4 separate regions of the Mus musculus genome follow, and all the other regions are linked to region 1. The links are chromatin contacts, called in public Hi-C and HiChIP or PLAC-seq maps. All regions are on one chromosome and are shown on one strand. The core of a region is the stretch at or near the end of the contact, and the rest is flanking DNA. Distances in the headings are between cores, read along the strand shown.

Evidence for each region. Hi-C and Micro-C count contacts between places; a contact is called where the count stands out from the background. HiChIP or PLAC-seq counts read pairs in DNA pulled down with a chosen protein or histone mark.
Region 2: a Hi-C map of cerebral cortex shows a contact between it and region 1, with 2.6 times the contacts expected there. The contact joins the enhancer-like site here to the promoter of Klhl29 in region 1. A contact is called at or near these places in 2 of 39 promoter capture datasets (hippocampal neurons and trophoblast stem cells), 1 of 15 datasets of contacts at CTCF or cohesin (the NIH/3T3 cell line), 12 of 484 Hi-C or Micro-C datasets (adipose-derived mesenchymal stem cells, cerebellar granule neurons, cerebral cortex and 8 more), 18 of 115 datasets of contacts at active chromatin or transcription factors (the NIH/3T3 cell line, VIP interneurons, craniofacial prominence and 11 more) and 3 of 9 other capture datasets (adipose tissue, embryonic stem cells and liver).
Region 3: an H3K4me3 HiChIP or PLAC-seq map of forebrain shows a contact between it and region 1, with 3 times the contacts expected there. The contact joins the enhancer-like site here to the promoter of Klhl29 in region 1. A contact is called at or near these places in 1 of 39 promoter capture datasets (hippocampal neurons), 1 of 15 datasets of contacts at CTCF or cohesin (the NIH/3T3 cell line), 9 of 484 Hi-C or Micro-C datasets (the HL-1 cell line, the N1E-115 cell line, embryonic fibroblasts and 5 more), 17 of 115 datasets of contacts at active chromatin or transcription factors (the NIH/3T3 cell line, craniofacial prominence, embryonic fibroblasts and 9 more) and 3 of 9 other capture datasets (adipose tissue, embryonic stem cells and liver).
Region 4: a Hi-C map of uterus shows a contact between it and region 1, with 2.6 times the contacts expected there. The contact joins the enhancer-like site here to the promoter of Klhl29 in region 1. A contact is called at or near these places in 1 of 39 promoter capture datasets (hippocampal neurons), 8 of 484 Hi-C or Micro-C datasets (the HL-1 cell line, the N1E-115 cell line, embryonic stem cells and 5 more), 7 of 115 datasets of contacts at active chromatin or transcription factors (craniofacial prominence, embryonic forebrain, embryonic limb bud and 4 more) and 2 of 9 other capture datasets (embryonic stem cells and liver).

What each region holds. Positions count from the first base shown.
Region 1 is chr12:5,373,398-5,377,704 of GRCm38.p6, forward strand. It overlaps Klhl29 (kelch-like 29), which reads right to left and starts at 2,285. Exons shown (of 14, transcript NM_001164493.1): 1 at 1,705-2,285. It overlaps 2810032G03Rik (RIKEN cDNA 2810032G03 gene), which reads left to right and starts at 2,323. Exons shown (of 2, transcript NR_015579.2): 1 at 2,323-3,131.
Region 2 is chr12:5,160,726-5,165,032 of GRCm38.p6, forward strand. The region is part of intron 3 of Klhl29 (kelch-like 29); the gene reads right to left. Among named protein-coding and RNA genes, the nearest start is that of Gm51980, 120 kb to the right of the region's middle. Within about 2 kb of position 2,181, at least 16 of the 459 cell types and tissues checked have an H3K27ac peak or open chromatin away from gene starts, as enhancers often do. A contact at or near this core is called in adipose tissue, cerebral cortex and hippocampal neurons, where this site is marked.
Region 3 is chr12:5,180,033-5,184,339 of GRCm38.p6, forward strand. All of the region lies in intron 3 of Klhl29 (kelch-like 29), which reads right to left. Among named protein-coding and RNA genes, the nearest start is that of Gm51980, 100 kb to the right of the region's middle. Within about 2 kb of position 2,304, at least 39 of the 459 cell types and tissues checked have an H3K27ac peak or open chromatin away from gene starts, as enhancers often do. A contact at or near this core is called in the N1E-115 cell line and forebrain, where this site is marked.
Region 4 is chr12:5,211,485-5,215,791 of GRCm38.p6, forward strand. All of the region lies in intron 2 of Klhl29 (kelch-like 29), which reads right to left. Among named protein-coding and RNA genes, the nearest start is that of Gm51980, 69 kb to the right of the region's middle. Within about 2 kb of position 2,192, at least 116 of the 459 cell types and tissues checked have an H3K27ac peak or open chromatin away from gene starts, as enhancers often do. A contact at or near this core is called in the N1E-115 cell line, liver, muscle stem cells and 3 more, where this site is marked.

The DNA of each region.
Region 1 (4,307 bases), core at 1,035-3,534:
AATTTAAAAAGCCAGGAGTGAGGTAGGCTAATTAAATGTGCTATCACTCATCCTGAACGGAAAGAATTTCTCAAATCTGCCCTCCCCGGGCTGAGTTAGCAGTAAGACCACGGCAGGGGAGAAACTCTGTAGTGACTAGACAAATGGCTTTAAAGAGAATGAAATGAGGATAAATACAGCTGTAACCAGGACAGATCTGTCACTGCAAGAGGAGTCCAAATCCTAGCGTCGCTTAGCTGATGAGGGGCTGGAGCCTGCAGTGGTGGAGCATGAATGTCCCAGAACTGAGGAGTGGAAGTTTCTCGGCAGCCGCAGCCAGGCATCCTCCACGTCTAGTCCCTCCAGCGAAGAGGTCTCGCCTAATGCTACATAAACATCTGCGTTCACGATTTGCCCCAGGCGCGCCGCCTCGCAAACACCATAGGGAGAAACGATGTGCTTCGCAGAGCCGCGCATGTACCAGGACCGGATGCTTCTCACCCACCATCATCCCTGGGGACCCGCGGGAGATCGGTCAACTGACCGCTGCTGCCTTTCGGTTCCAGAGGCCAGCGATGAGAGAGAACGGGCTTCTCAGCAGGCGGACCCAGGCATCCAAGACTCGCGCTTTGCAGTCGCCGGCTCCTGGGAGAACAGCCGCAGGCAGGCAGTGCGTCTCCACCTTCCCCAGGCGACGCACACCGAACCTGCCCCGGGAGCAGCCTCGGAACGAAACTGGGCTGCGGGTTCCGAGATCTGGGCTGGAGCGAGCACGCCTCTCTCCCCTAGGGCCTGGGGCCGACACTGCCCAGCGAGGGCACCAGCGCGCGACCACAGATAACCCTCCTGCCTCCAGGCCACGAAGACCCGGACGTGAGCCCGCGGTCAGCCCGCATGGCCCGTGGCAGTCTGGGCGCGCGGCCACACTCCCACCTACGTGTCTCCGGTCTACTATCCCACACATAAACAACCCCTCTCCACTCGCCACCACCTCCCCGCCCTTCGCATCCCTGAAGCTGTCCTCCCACCTCCAACCCCCGCTGGAAACCACAAGGTGTCAAGGGAATGTAGGGGAGGTCACAACACGGTCTGTGTGGGTTCCATTCAGATGATATTCAAGCTCTTCCACCTCGAAAGTTACTTGGGATCCAGTGAAGAAACCCGGTCCCCAAATGCTGGGTCTAAGAACGCGAGTGGCAGAACCCGTCATCTAGCTTCCCTTGGCACACAGGCGCGCATCTCCCCAACCCGCAGGGCACACGGCCGCCCTGGGGACCAGCTTTCCAGTGCTTTCTGGGTCCCCCGGCACTGCTGGGGCCCTGGGCCGCGCAGGGGGAGGTGGCCAGGAGAGGGGCGCACACGGCTTGGCCCGGCCCAGCGCTACCCGACTCTGGTGTCGTATTTGCTTCTAGCACCTTCGACCACTGCGATAGTTCCCCTAGGCATTCCCTGCATAACACACCCGGGGGCAGGAAGTTTTTTTCCCCCTTTTTTCCATCCCCGGAGCAGCGCAGGCGCAAGGGCTTCTGCAGGCTTGCGAGCTCAGACGCGGGAGGCTCCAGCTCCAGCCGCCGCCACTGCCAGAGCCGAGCCCAGCGTTCCAGGCTCTGGGCCACACTCCCAAGTCCTGCCTGGCCCAGAAGCTACCAGGACCCTGGGAACCCTTACTCCCTCCCCTCTGCCCCGTTAGGCATCCCAAGAGCCCCAACCTGATCCGGCTCTTACCTGCGGCCGCGCCGCTCCAGCCCCGGCCCGACGCGCAGAGAGCCCAGGGTCGCGGATGGGTGCAGGAGGGTTGATGGATAGGGGACGGCGCCGGCGGGTAGCGGTAGCTGGGGCCGCTCGAGTCCTGGCCCGGAGAAACGGATCCAGGTCCACCTCCTCTCGTTCCTGCTCTCCGCCTTCTCCCCTTTTCCCTCCTCCTCCTCCTCCGCCGCCGCCTCCCGGCAGCCCAGGGAGGATGCCCGGGAGAGGGAAGTCAGTCTTTCTGCCTGTCAGCCTGCGCGGCTATGCGCGGTGCGGCGCGGCTCTCATCGAGGCGGCGGCAGCGGCGGCGGCTCCGGCAGCATCGCCCCCGCCCTCTCCCCGCAGCCGCGGCGGCCGCGGGGCTGGGGCTGGCTCCGGGCGCCGGGCTCCGGGCTCGGGCTCCGGGAGGGGGCTGAGCTTAGGCTCGCCAATGACCTGGGCTGCGGACGTGCGCTGGGTAGCCGGAGCCGGGGTTAGAGCTGCTGCTAGATCGGCGGTGGCAGGGACAGCGGCGACGGCGGCGGCGGCGCGGGGATTGGCGCGGCCGCGGCGCGGGGACCATGCTCCCTTCTGGCTCGCTCCTCTCCGGGTACCGTCTGCTTTAGCTGCGAGGGAGGCGGGCTTCGGCGCGCAGCCAGGGACGGGCGGAGCCAATCACAGACGCCCGAGTAGGCGGGGGCGGAGGGTGGGGGAGGCGGGGCGCCCCCGGCCCGGCTCAGCGCTTGGCTCCCGGGGCCCCAGGGATCCCCTGCAGCCGCGCGCCGGGCCCCAGGCTCAATGCCAGCGGGTGTGTCCGTGGTTGGTCCGCCACCCCCGCCCCCTGCAAAGATACCCGGCTCGCCCGGCTCCGTGGCCGCGCCGGTAGACTCACGACGCATGGCCGGGCTGCTGGGCCATGGCCTCCGGGTTCCGAGAGAGCCCGGGCTTCAAGGAAACGGACTGAAGGGAGCTTCCCTGCTGCTCTCAACACCTGAGGAAACTGGTGGAAAAGTTTGAGAAAGAAAAGTCCAATCGTCTTTCAGCTTCCGCCCTCCCTATGACACTCCAGCCTGGAGAAGGAGTAGGGAACGTCCATATCTCTGAAAGACCACCGCGAGCCATGCCAGTCCTGTCTTCTTGCATCTGCCCTGACTTCTGAGCATATGCGAACTTTCCTGTTTTCACAGACCTCCCTGGGTTGCTCAGATCACACAGGCCTGCTTTGACACTCCAGCTGCAGCCAACCCTCCCAAGATCCACACTGACCGAGTCTTCCTCTCTTCATGCTGTCTACGCAGACCCTAACTGGAACACTAAGAGGAAACTTTGGCTGGAGACCTGTGGCTACCGGTGTGGGTGTGAGCTTTTTCATCTCTCCAGCACACTTCTTTTCTGTGCCTGTCTTCCTTGGGTTGCTAACTCTGCAGGTCAGTTTTCTTATTCCCAGACCCACAGAACCCCTCACCTGTTTTGAGATTCAGAGGGAAAGCCTGTGGCTCAGTTCCCCTCCATCTTTCAGGCAAGTCTGAAGGTTAAAGTCTGAAGTTTATAGTCGGTGGGTTCCTTCTTCATTTCTCTTCACCCATACCTCCCCCACCCCATCCACACAAATACTGAGGCCTATTTCAAACTGGGGGCGGGGGTGGGTGGGTAATAGGGGAGGGACATAGCTGTTTTTTAAGGCTGATCTGGGCTGGCTGTCCTGGGAAGGCTTTACTAGGCTCCACTCATGTCTTTGCCAGGGAGGAGGGAGAACTTTTTTCTCTCAGGGGCCTCCTGTGATTGTCAGACCCACAGCTCTGCTGTTTTGGCTGTAAACTCAGTGCAGGGGTTGTGTATCCTTTAATATCTTGTAGGAAGCACAGTACAGTGTCATGGCTGATAAATAATAAATAATAATAATCTGCTGAGGGTAGCAGGAGAACTGTCAGTGAAGAGGGAAGAAGACAGCGGGGAGATGGGCCGTTGGTGTTAGAGTAACTGCATTTGGGGGGGGGGGAGAATCAGATGAAGTTTTAGTGTTCAAAAGCTTGAAAGGTGGGTTAGGGACGCACAGTGTTTGCATCCCAAAGGAATCTACCCCCAAGACAGGACAGCCAGGGCAGTGACATTAAGGCAGTGACAGAGGCTCCTCAGAGGGAGATAGGGTGGCAGTTTGGGGGAAAACAGCCCCCAGAGGTCCTCAAACTACACCTGAAGGTGAAATATAGGTGTGGTTTGAATACTAAGTTGGCAAGATGGTGAACGAGGTACCAGAAGAGAATAGAGAGCAGGGAAGCGAGGCAGGGATGGATTGGGGTTTAAAATAGACACCTAAGCAATATCTCAGGCAATTCGATGCAAAGAGAAGCAAAACGAAGCTACAGGCACGCCAGCTCCATGGGAAGCCATCCTCTGTGAGGATCTGTGTGTGCTCACCAGCGGTGAACAAGGAGTCCACCAGCTAGCTACATTCTGAACAGCTTCCTGTACGATCGTTGTAGGCAATATAGGACATGGCCAAGGTTTGAATAGGTTAAAACCTGGCAATTTGGCTATGTATAGCTTCTGACCAATTGTTTTGAATGATCCTCAAGTGAATGAAGGGGCAGTGAACTCCAGGA
Region 2 (4,307 bases), core at 931-3,430, 210 kb before region 1:
TCATCATGACGGCCAGTTCCTCCTTCTAGATCTTAATCTCTTCTGCCACTAAAGGCCTCTATTTGCTTCAGTTCCACTGGGACCTGATCTACAATCAGCATCAGTGTTTTACTCTGGGTCTTAGACTGGAAAGAAGCCACAGCTAAGACCGTGTGAGTTGACCTTGCATCTGGTTTTCTTGGTCTTTTCATTTTTCCCATTCAGTTATTCTGAGGTCCCAGGCTCCTCTGGGAAACACCCAGCACCCTTACAGTAGCCCCAGTGGCCTAGGCCTCTAGCACTGCAAAGGAAGGAAGCTCTCAGCTTAACCCTGCAGATGCCCACCCCTCCCAACCCCGGTAGAGTGAGCAAGTTAAATTCTGAGCTTTCTCCTGTAAACTGCCAGGATTTACTATTTAAAACCTTATCATTCAGGCGTGGAACAGTAGCTCAGTGGGTAAAAGCACTGCTGTGCAAACATGAGGACCTGAGTGTGAGTCCCCAGCGACCATACAAAAATCAACAGGATGTTACAGCTTGAGGGTCTGTAATTCTAGCGTTCTTGAAGGAAGATGGGCAGGAGTAATCGTGAAGGCCAGATAGCCTGGTGTATGCTGCGGAAAAACAACAACCAGACCCCATCTCAAGGTAGGTGATGGCTGGTGTTTGAGCTTGTCTCTGACCTTGGCACATGCACTATGGCATGCGCGCATACACGTTTACACACATAAATGTGCACATACACCCATTAGTAACTCAGCTTCAGTCATATTTCCCTTTGTCTTCTATCAGGGAGGGATGAGAAGGGCGGTCGTCAATCTTACCTAACAGGGACTAATGTTAGAACACCCCTCTCCTAACAACAGATGTGCTGTCTCTTCCTGGCTGAGGAGCCTGCGGCTGCTGGGCTCGGATCTGACTGCATCAGAGGAGAGACAGCAGCGGTGTGCACAGTACTGGCCTCCTGGAAGGAGCAGTACTTGCCCATGAAGACGACATCCTAACAAGTACCCTCAACTCTATTCACACCCACCCAGGCTTCCATGTCTCTCAGCAGAGAGAAGAAGCTGAAGCTCTCTCTGAAGAGAGCAGCCTCACGAATTCCTCTGGGATTTGGTGACTCACTCCTTTCCCAAGGCCAGACCATGGGCTCAGGAAAGGCTTCAGTCTTTCAGTCCCTGCCACAATCATTGTCATCTATATGTGTCTGACATATTATAAAGAAATTGGGGACTGGCAAGACTGCAGGATTCTTGTCTAAGTCGAAGGCCCTGAGACCCAGGAGAGCTTCAGGTGTAAACTCCACTCTGAAAGCTAGCAGCCTGGAAACCCAAGAGGAGCTGGTGTTTCCACTCAGTTGAAGGCACACACACACACACACACACACACACACACACACACACACCTACCCAGAGTCCCAGTTTAAGAGCTTTGTAGGAGCTCCCCTTAGTCAAGGTGGGGCCAGCTTAGTGTTCCACTTAGCCCTCGTATGTCTGGTCTGAGGGAACACTGGGACCAGCTACCTGCTTTCCTCTGATTACTGATTACAGATTCAACGTTAATCTCCTCCCCAGACACTGCCGCAGACATCCGCAGAATGATGTTGGGCCAAATATCTGGGAGGCCCATCAAGTTGACATATACAATTAACCATCATACCATCTCTGACAACTGGCACAATTATATTGCCTTTGGTTGGATTTTTATTTGAATCTGTACTCTGGGTAAGAAGGGTCCAGGTGAGGGGAGGGTTGAGGGGAGAGATGCACAATAAGAATCTTAAGCAGGAGCCGGGCATGGTGGCGCACATCTTTAATCCCAGCACTCGGGAGGCAGAGGCAGGCGGATTTCTGAGTTTGAGGCCAGCCTGGTCTACAGAGTGAGTTCCAGGACAGCCAAGGCTACAGAGAAACCCTGTCTTGAAAAACCAAAAAAAAAAAAAAAAAAAAAAAAAGAATCTTAAGCAGGGCTGGAGAATTCCTTCCACGAGGATGCAACTTTTCCTTTGACTCTCCCTCCTAATAAATCCTGCCCACGCCCCACACCCACCCCCAATCCTTGGACACACCAAGTATGACTTCCCCCACTCCCTGGCAAAAGAGAGAAAGAATGCAGTTCCCTGGCACATCTCATCTGTTCCCACACCTTGGCATATGCTCTGCCTAGTTTGCTTCCTAACTGCTAAAACTACAAGGGGCAGGCAGTGCCTTCCATTCCAGATCCCTAGGGTAGCTCAGGGGGCCAGCCTTCCCACGCTGCAGCTCGAAGCATTACTACAACATCAAAAATGTTCCACTGGCGGTTTCAAGATTCCTAAAAAATAGATTCAAAACATCTTTAATACTCTCTGAAGAAGCGATACATCACAGGAAAAGCTGTAACCTTTAGTATTGCTGATATTATCCAGGCCGTGGGCTGGCTTGGACGGCAACCACAGCCAGTTCTTATTCCTGGTGGCTGTGGCTGCAGCCCCAGGTCTAGGACCCTTCCACCCACTATTGGAGGAAGCAGCCGCCTGTCTGAGTATTTGCCTAAAGTGCTTTTGCGGAATCTGAAAGGAGTCATAGAACTCAAAGGCAATGCTTTTCAAGACACAGCCTTCTATTAACACGATATCCCTGAAAATAATATCTCCTGTCTCCAGCACTAACGTGCCGTGTACGGAATGCATTTCCTGCTTTCTCCCCTCAACATGGAGCTGTGAGCAAAGGCTTGCGACTGAGCCTCTGCACTGCAAAAGCCAGCCAGGCACAGGCAGAGCTCAGTGCATTACACATGAGCATGGTGATGACCAAACACTATCAAGCACCGGGGTATAGGAGTGTGTAGAGACCTGCAGGGACTCCCTCGGGGTCTGTGAAAGGTGCCACACCTGTCTAGAGGAGCATGAAAAGGCAGGAAACGAGACACTTGGACTTGCTGTATTCTTTACCCTCATTTCTTTCTGAAGGTTAGCATTATGGGTAGGTAATTAACGCAAGCAGGGAGGAGGGGACAAAAGGCTGGAAGTAGAGCTCTGAGATGCTCCCATTATCTCTGACAAGTAGATGCTGTTTCTCTGTCTGCAGGATATTCCCATTTCTCCAACTTACAGTTTAAACCTGGATGGGCAAATAGCCTGAGATATGGCCTCTGCTCTAATAGAGAGAAAGCCCAGGCACAGGCAGCAGGAACATAATGTAGGCTCCCCCTTAGCTTTGGAAACCAGATGTTTCCAGGTGATCTCCTTGCCTCTTGTCCAGCTCTGAGCAGGCCCTGCCGTGAGCTACCAGAGGCAGTGATACGGTGGAAACCTCAAAGCCACAGTTCACGTGCTCTGTGTCCTTGGTGGATTGGTAGATGTCTCTGAACCCAGTTCCTAACCTTTTATGGGAAGGATGGAATAGGAGATGACCTGGGGAAATGCAGAACAAAACTATACTGAGCTTTGGTCTTAACGCAGTCAGAATGGCTAGCATCATGAGAGGAAACAAGAGATGTCAGGGAGGCTGGGTGAGCAGAGGACCCTCCCACAGTGCTGGTGCTAATATAGTGGGAATCATATGGAAGTTACTCAGATAATTAGGATGCAGTTTGCACACAATCCAGCTATATCACTCTTGGCTATACACTGGAGGAATCTAAGCCAGCCGATATCAGAGATACTTGCGCATTGCTGCTTATTACACCACTAGGCACAAGAGCTAAGGGATGGAATCAGACTAAGTATCTGCCAATGGGCGAAGAGTTGAAGAGAGTGAGGTATATATACACAGTTGAATATTATCCAGCCATAAAGAACATCATGTCGGTTGCAGGAAAGCGGATGAAACTGGAGAAATAACTCACACACAGAAAGGCAAATATTGCGTTTTCCATCACACAACAACAACAACAAAAAAGAAAGGAAAGAAGAGGGAGGGGGAAGTACAAATGGGAAGGAAAGACAGGAAGATAAAGGGGGAGAAATGTAATCCGAGGACATTATATACATGCATGACATATCTGAACACTTTATAATATAACCCATCATTTTGTAATTAGTGTATGCTAATTAAATTGACAGCGCGCACACACATACATACATGTACATTCACATATGTACATGCAAGGCACACACACATACATCACATACACAGAAAACGGCTGCAGAAACCACATCCTGGGTCTGGCATCCTAAGTTCTGTTCCCCATCCCTCAAATAATAGCTTCTCTTATTCTTATCACTCTAGAAAATGTCTTTGTGAATTGTTTGCTTGATGATTGCAACCGTGTTTCTTTTTAATAAAATCTTGATTTAAAAAGGGCCCGAGGGCATGCTACCTCGAGAGTGTGTGGAAGATAATATT
Region 3 (4,307 bases), core at 1,054-3,553, 190 kb before region 1:
TTCAGGTGCTCAGCTTCAGGAATGAGCAATCCTGGAACCAGAAAGGATGCTTGGGAGTGCCTGGGATGAGAGCCAAGGTTTCTTAGGACTCTACTCTAAGCAAGCTGGGTGGGTTTATGGTGGCAGCTCCTGAGGGGTGTCATGTCACAATTGTCTTTTCCATGCCCATTCTACCTATCCCCCTTCCTGTCCCAGGAGCCACCAGGCACACAATGGCACCTTGTAGTGCTCAGGATCAGCCATTTTAATCTATCAGGCTCTCCATACCCATACTGCAAGTAGGGCAGCCCAGGTGCTCAGAATGACGAGAAGCCCCAGTCCATTTGGACATGCTGGTGCAAGCCTATTTATTAGCTTAGCACTTGGGAGGCTGAGGCAGGAGGACCATGAGATCAAATCCAGCCTGGATTACATGATGGGAGCCTGTCTCAAATATCAAAACAACAAAGCAGAATCCTTCCCATGGATTTGCAAGCTGGTGCTCCGTATGGATCTCCAGAGTCATCTCTGCTGTAGATGCTGTTACAATCGGTGACACCAGTGAGGAGCATTGAGCGTTGTTTTCTGTGACTCTGTGCTAATAATGGCTCTCAGATAGCCATGCTTGGCTGCAGAGCTACTGAGCATCACAGGATGTGAGTTCAAGCAAGGAAGGGGCATGTGTTCTCGTGCACAGCATGTGTAAGCATGTGTAAGCATGTGTAAGCATGTGTAAGCATGTGAACATGCTCTTATAATACAGTGAATGCCATTTTCATTTGTACTTTTAGTTTCGGTACGCATTTGCACTTTGTCTTGGAACAGGTCAGAACTGAGTTCGAAAATCTTATAAGGGTGTTTACCTTATAGATGAGCTGGGCTTAAAAAAATTCCTTAACCCTCAGTTTTTCACCTTAAAATAGTGATGATAATAATCTGGCCCACAGGATGTGATGCATATATGTTCAAGGCACTTACTCACACCTGGCGAGTAGCAAAGATTCACAAATGCCACCCACCAACGAGGCTGCTCTTACTTACAGCTCCTCTTGCACAATCAGTGCTAATCATTACCACTGATGCTCTTTCCAGATCCGTGTCCTTTGGAGCAGCCCAGCCTCTTCTCTCACTGACGAGAGCCTCATTCTGCACCTTAGAACCCAGGCAAGAACTATTCCAGAGAGGGGACAAAGCCCTGAGCCATATTGCAGGGGTGTGGAAGGAAGTCTATAGAAGAACCTACCTATCTACTCACCCATCCATCTTAGGTCAGGGCTAGATGGAACCTCATAGATTCTTGTTTTAGAAATGGGTAATAGATCGTGGTGAGTTTGAGACCCAACCTGGAGGAGTTCCAGGGGTCTAGCCCTTCACCTCTTGCTTTCCCTATGGGGACTCCTTTTTGGGTTAGGTCCAAATCTCCTCCAGGACTTTTGAGCTCTGGTCTTTTTCCCCTCACTCATTTATATGGTCTCATCCTTTCTCGGAGGGCAGTACCTCCAGTCCCACTTGCTTGGTGGATTGTTCCCACAACCATCATGCTGTCCTGCTCCTCTGTCTGTCCCTGAGTCTCTGCCTTCTCAGCCGCCTTTAGGATAGCTGTGATGTCTGCTGGAGCTGTCACCGTGGCTATAGGTAGCCTTATTTTACTCTCTGACCTTTGTTGTGGCTTGTCTATCTCCACTGCAGTATAATGGGGGCCTTTGAGGTGCTAGGCAGAGTGGCAAAAATAGTACCTTTGAGAGTGCAGTAGGGGACGCTGTCTCTTCCCAGCTAAGTGACGTCAACTTCCCCATCTGATATACAGGGGAAATGGCCTACAGATGTCTGATTGCATCTTTTTTTTTTTCTTTTTTGCCTACTTTAAATCTGCTTCTGCACTTCACAAGGACCCCATCTCCCCAAAGTAGAATCTCTAAACAGTGGAGTGAGCTAGCCAACTCTCAATGCTACTTCACTTCCTGTTTCAGTGGGAAGAGACTCATTTGCCCATAGTTCTGCTGGCTTCTAAACACAGTGTAGAGACTTTCTACGTCCCCAGGCTCCTAGTCGGCTGACTCAGTCCACAAGTGCCTCTATGTCAGCACCGAGGTAAGGAGGCAGGAAATCTGCAAAAGGACTAAAGTATGTACCTGCAATTCTTTCTTTACACTGTTCTGGGAAGCTGGACTCTGGGACAGGTCTTGCTGTTGTGTACGGAAAATGCTCTGCCTCTGGGACTGCTTTTGCCCCCTTCATTCAGAAGGAGATGCCTGACAACAGTGAGCTTCCCTGAGCACACCCACTAACACATCTCCTCCTCTCCGTGATGCAGAACGATGACTCAGTGTGAGGAGGCCTGTTTTCTGTTTATACGTAAGCTTTGGTGTGTTCAAGGACAGTTGGTATGGCCCCTGACAGATCCCCAGGAGGCTGTCAGTAACTCTGTCTGCTGCTCTCTGACATGAGTGTGATGATGTTCAGGTGATAAGGATGTCTCATCCTCTCCCTGGGGACACAGCTACTAGGAAACAGGCCTTCTGCTTGGAGACAGAGTCTCCCAGGGGCTCATTGGTAACTGGAAGACTACTCAAGAAAACCTCTGCAGAATGAAGCTGGTGTCATTTAGACATAATATGCTTTTAATCAGATGTTAGTCTTAAGGGACAGCTTCTTGAGTGTGTCCAAGCAGAGGGTACACGGAGCCCAGGGAGTGCCCCCGACTGTGATACTGCTACCCTCCCACAGGTCTGCTGCCCAGCTGGTGGGTGAGGGCATTCTATCATACACATAGCACAGTTTAAAACACCAATCAGCTCTGCTTCTCCATGGCAACCACAAACAGCCTGTATGTTCCAAAGGCTATGCTGGCAGCAGACATGAACCCAGTGGCATGAAACAATGTCCTGGTAACAAACAGCATCAAGCATGCGGACATCTCAGTGGTGCATCTGAGGAGGAAGCTACCTCAGGAAAGTCACTCGTAGGCAAGCAAGGTGACTGACATTCAGGGAATCACCATATGATTGGGGCATGATCTTGGCATGATCCAAGAACTCACAACTTATTGATATGACAGACTTCCCAACAGAGATGAGATGGGAAGGAGAAATGGAAAGGAAGGAGGAGCCACAGCAGAGGCGAGTCCATGATGTAAGAGCTCATGAGGTTGGATGACTTCAGCACATCTGAATGAATCCCCTGTGCCAGGTGACACTGGCCTGCTTTTGTCTAGGCACTCACCAGCAAACCAAAGTCAGGAAAAGTGATGGGCAGAGGAAATACACCGGGACCTACCAAACACTCCGTCTCTGTTGTGGTAAACGATGACTTTAATTTACAAAGCAGATGAATACTAAATCTTCATGAAATTAAAAACTATATTATTTATGTGAGCGGAAACGGAAAATGTTCTGTAGCTAGCAGCGATCCTGCTTTGTAGGAGGGACACTAAAATAATTAAAACCACTCGCGCTTCAGTAATAAATAATGATAATAAATAAATGTCCTGACCTTAAGCAAAAATATAAAATTAAAACCCATTTGGTATGTAAATTCATTCAGGACGCTAGCAAGGCTCCCAGCCCAAGATGGTGTGGAATGGCAGGAGTGTTCACTACATGAATTTTGAAAGGAAAATCAAAGAACAACAGCATTGTATGTGTATCAACTCATTATTCTACTCTAATTCCATCTAATGCTGTGTGGAGCCTCGAGGCTGGGACATTAATTTCCTGCATTTTCCGTTCCACCAATTCCTCGTGGAGAGCAGCAGGAAGAACTTCACTCCTGGAGGCTGAAATCAGGGGAGGCCAGAACACGGCAGGAGAGGCAGGCAGAGAACGGAGGATCGGAAGGCAGTTTTTGACATGTTTACAGAGACAAGAGGAAAAGATACTGGCATTGCCTGGCAGAGCACTGGCTGCTTCGAGTTCTGGAGAGCCTGGAATAGCAACCATCCAGCTGGAATGAAATGCCCCTGATCTTGGGTCCAGGGTAAGAGTGGTTCCAGGGCAGGAAATCTGAGGACAGTCTAAATTTTGGGAATACCGATCAGTTCCAGATGGAGATGCCCCCACCTCTGACAGCTGATTGTCCTGCTACACAGTAGAACTCCTGTGTTCCATGGAGCCTGCTCTTAAAGCCCCACCCTCTCCAGACCAGGCAGTGCAGTTACTGTTACTGTGCCTGGTGGAAAGCTCAGATGCTGTCACTGCCACCGTTTGGGGCACTTACCAGCAGGTTTCTCCTTTGGACCACCCTCCAAGGGTGCTACACATAGCCTTTTAACCCAATCTCATAACTACCTTGTGACATAGGGTGGAGGTGGTTATTTGTCTCTGACAGTT
Region 4 (4,307 bases), core at 942-3,441, 160 kb before region 1:
AGCCATGTTACATGGTGCTTATGTGGTGGCCCAGCTCTGGGATTCTTTCTGTAAGTGCACAGAGCAGACTACGTGCAGCCGGGGCTGAACCTGCCCCACCCGCTCAGAGGTGACTGGTACCTCTTGAGGATGGATGTTGGTTCCCTGTTCAGTTCATCATTGTGCATCCAGATTTATAAAATGTCATAAAAATTCATTTAAAATATTGACTCAGTATTGCACAGTGAAAAAACAATTGTTCTCCACCCCCCAGCAATCACTCACATTTTCCACTGGAGGCTTATGGGAGAGTGGTCGAAACCTAGTTCTATTTTCTTTATTCCTGTTTGCCCTGGAACCTGCTCCCATATGGCACATGCACGCCCACCCCAGGGGAACATGCTCTTGCTTAGGTCACAGATGGCCTGTTAAATCTAACACACCGCCATGTCATACCTTACGCTCTTCCACGTGGGGTTCACCCCGCTCCCCAGCTGTTGAACTGGCTCTCTTTGGATGATCTCACGTAACAGCTCCCCTTTAACCACGCCACTCAAAGCTGCTTTCCCAAAATGTCTCTCTTGAGTACCTCACCGTCTTCCTTGAGCCTACCCTACGCCACCTGGCTGTACTCCAGGTTCCCAAATGCCACTCATTCACAGCTGAGCTCATTATTCTCTAGCCTAAATGTCCATTCTCATGAATGCCCTGCCTCAGAGACGGCCATCTTGCCCCATTAAAACAATGGCCTAGCTTTCTAGCAAATAGGACTTGAGCCTCCAAGGGCACTTCTATAGGTTAATCTGCATTTTGGGGGTACACTGGACCTCATAGCTTGGGCTCCTATTTCCCCATTTCTGCCCACCAACGGCCATAGTCTCAGGGTATTGCTTCCATCAGCTGGGTTCTAAGTGGGCAGAATCTATGCTGTATCATCTGCCACACCGTGTCCTGCGTACTCATTTTAAGCGCCCAGTAAGATCTCTCTCACATGCCTTGGTTGTGGATTCATCTGGATCTGGTAGACAAAAAGAGTGGGTAGGCAACAAAGACGGTTTCCAGACTTGGCTAAATAAAAATACGTTCTTCTTTAGGACTAGCAAGCTAGCTCATTGGGTAAAGGCACTCGCTGACAAGCCTGATGACCTGAATTCAATCCCTGGGTCCCACTTGGTGGAAGGAGAGAAATGACTCCAGAAAGTTATCCTCCGACCTCCACAGGGGTGCCACAGCGAATGTGAGCATGGTGTGTGTGCTTGTGCACATACACATAAATAATAAAAAAATTAAGATTAAAAAATGCATGTATGTACACATTCATGTAGTTGAGTGTGAGAATGACTGCACACCTTGTCTTCAGGAACGCCATCTATCTTTATGGAGACAGGGCCTCTCTCTAGGCTGAAGCTTACTTCTAGGTTAGACTCTAGGCAGCCTCCCTAGCAACGGGGTTACACGGGATGGCGTTCATGATCAGCAGGATTGAATTTAGGTCTTTGGTTGAAAGGCAAACATTATCAATTTTGGTATCTCCTTAGCTCTTACCCCAAAATATCTCCCATGACTCCATAGTCTCCTTTGCCGCCTGGCAACTTTGGAAGTCACACCTTCAAGAGAGTGAAGCTGTTCCCTGCCAGGGGCCACCCTCCCTGCACCAGGCTTTTGTGACTGGGACACGAATCTGTATCAGATTCATACCTTGAGAGTGGCAGTCTGTTTGTTACTTCAGCAGAACCTCACCTTGCTTGACCCCTACATCACCAGCCCTACATTTCCATAGAACAACATAGCCTCATGTGCTGGCAGGGAAGTCATCCTCTCCCAGGGAGCGCAGAGGTTTGGGGAGGCCAGGACCCCTGTGCCAAGATGTGTCTCAAGGCACCTGAGCAACTTGGGATCAGGTCAAAGGGATGTCTTTGGATGTAGCTAGCTGTTTACCTCTGGAGGCCACACGCTAGGCCTCATAGATCCAGTGTGTATGAAAAAAAAAAAAAAAAAAACAAGAAACAGAATCCACACCTCCTACAGTCCTCAGCCTTTTGCCACCTCTTTCAGTCTCCTTCAAATGCCAGGGAGGAGGTGGAGACTCAGGCAGCTGGAGGCCACACAATCTGGTTTCAGTCTCATTAAGTGTATTCAAAACAAAGGTCAGCTATTTGCATGCAAGCTCTCGGGTCAGACCTCATTCCTCAGTTTAATTTCGCCTTTCAAACGAATGAAAGAAACGTGGGGCAGTTTACTCTGAGCCAGTCGGCCAAGGGCCAGCTCCAGAGGTGGCAATGTAAGTATTTCCTGCTGGGCACAGAGCCAGCATGTCACAGAGGTCTCACGTGTACATCCACGTGTACCTGAATGGAAGCTGCTGGAAGCACAGGAAGTGCCTGGGCAGAGGAAGAAGGCTCCGAATGGACACGGTACCTCAGACCCGACTGGTTAAGCAATTCTAGACAAAACACTGAAAAATACTTCCTCGTTGAGAGAGTGCCCTTTCCTGGCAGGGTGCCTATGCAGTGGTGGAGGCTGGCATGGGGCCCTGTACCAAGAAGGGAGGGTGTGAGCAGCCGCTGCCTTGCCTTTGGTGTGGAGGGGACAGTCTGCAGAGGACCCAGGCCTTAGGCCTGGGTGAGAGAGCCTTGCCAGCCCCTGTCTGTGACACACACTTGGGATGAAATGTTCTGAAGCAGAGTGGTAGTTCGCCCTCATAATGCCAGCAGCCGAGAGGCTGAGGCTGAGGCAGGATTGGTGGGGTCTGAGGCCAGCCCTACATAGGGCTACATAGGGAGATGGAAGCCAACGGGGCTATAGCTTGAGACCTTGCCTTGAAATGAAAGAACAGAAGCGCAGGAACGAGGTGGAGAGTCTAAGAAATCATCCGTCAGTGGGTGGAGGAGGGTCACACTGAGGTCCAGGTGGGAGACCACAGTTTGTCCGTGCCCCAGGTTAATTCACAAAGCTGTGACAAACATATAATTCATGAACTTGGCTCTGGATCTTGTTTACAACAAAACTCTTTCCTCACTGAGGCACTGTCTTTGAACTCTCCCAGGGACGCTGAGCTAGGAGAGGAGGGAAGAAGGTCAGACTACTTGCTGGGGCGAGGCACAGAGGGAACCCTTTCTTCCACTTATGCTTCGTATTTATAGAATCTACTGCTCCAGAACAGGCATGCGCCTCCATGATTTTGCCTGCATGTCTTTATCGCACCGTGTATGTGGACACCACTGGCTGCTTCCCCGTACCACATCCAGTTCAGGACTTGGAGCCTGGGCTCTGTACACAGCTCTGGGCGCTGGGTCAGACCTTCAGTTTTCTTTCCACAATCTTCTTTTTGATATACTCTCCCTTCCCTAGGGAAGAGGACTCCTTATGATATCCCAGCTAATAGGAAGAAGCGCTGCTCTGAAAACATCATCACTGCTAGCAATCCAGCCACTAGTCTCTAACTACCTGTGCTACTGTGTATCATGCACAGGCACACACCGAATGCAAGGACCAAGTCTCACTAACCAGTTCTTAGAAAAACCAGGATGCGAAATGCAGCTACCCCATGAGTCAGCACAAAGACCACCTTCTGAGTGTCACTAGCATAAAGTCTTCCATGGGAAGGGTCTTTTCTCTCAGTTGACGCTTGGTCGCTTGGTCGGAGGGAGCAAAGGGCTAGTCCGCTTCTTTGGGCAAGTACATTGCTTGACTTGGTGGTTTCATGAATCTACCTCCTTCCAGGCTCCCCATTCACTGGGAGAGGATAGATACAAGTGGTTTTGTGTCCTAACCACAGGTGGGACCACGTCCTTGCTGTGCCCAATACTACCAGAAGCCATAGCATCTGAAACATCCAGGAATGGAGGAGGAGTGGCTTTGTACCCTTCTCCTGAAGGAGACACCAGCCATCATTAAGGATCAAATTGAGGAAATCAAAGTGACCTCCCTGACTTCTACCCTCCCCAAATCACTTGTCACTTGCCCCGAGGGCCCTCCCGTCCCTGCTGTTCTCCAACATCGGAAAAACAGCCCCTTTCCCTGAAGTATGTGAGGGTCCAGAAATACATCCTGTGGGTCTCTGCATGTGAGGAAGAGCCCATCACTGGGGGACCGTCCTAGCCGTAGTTAAGGTAGGCAGCAGGAACTGGCAGGCTTCTGCGCTGACTTCTCAGGAAACTCTCAATCTCGAGGCCAAGTGAATGTCTGGTGTCTGTAAATGCACACAGATACTAAGACCTCCTGGGCCAGGCAGCTGGGAAACCCTAGAGTGGTCTCACCCCGGGTCACAGGGAGGCAATAGATTGCTAATAGGAAGAAGGTTATCTTTAGCTAATGTCCATGATGGT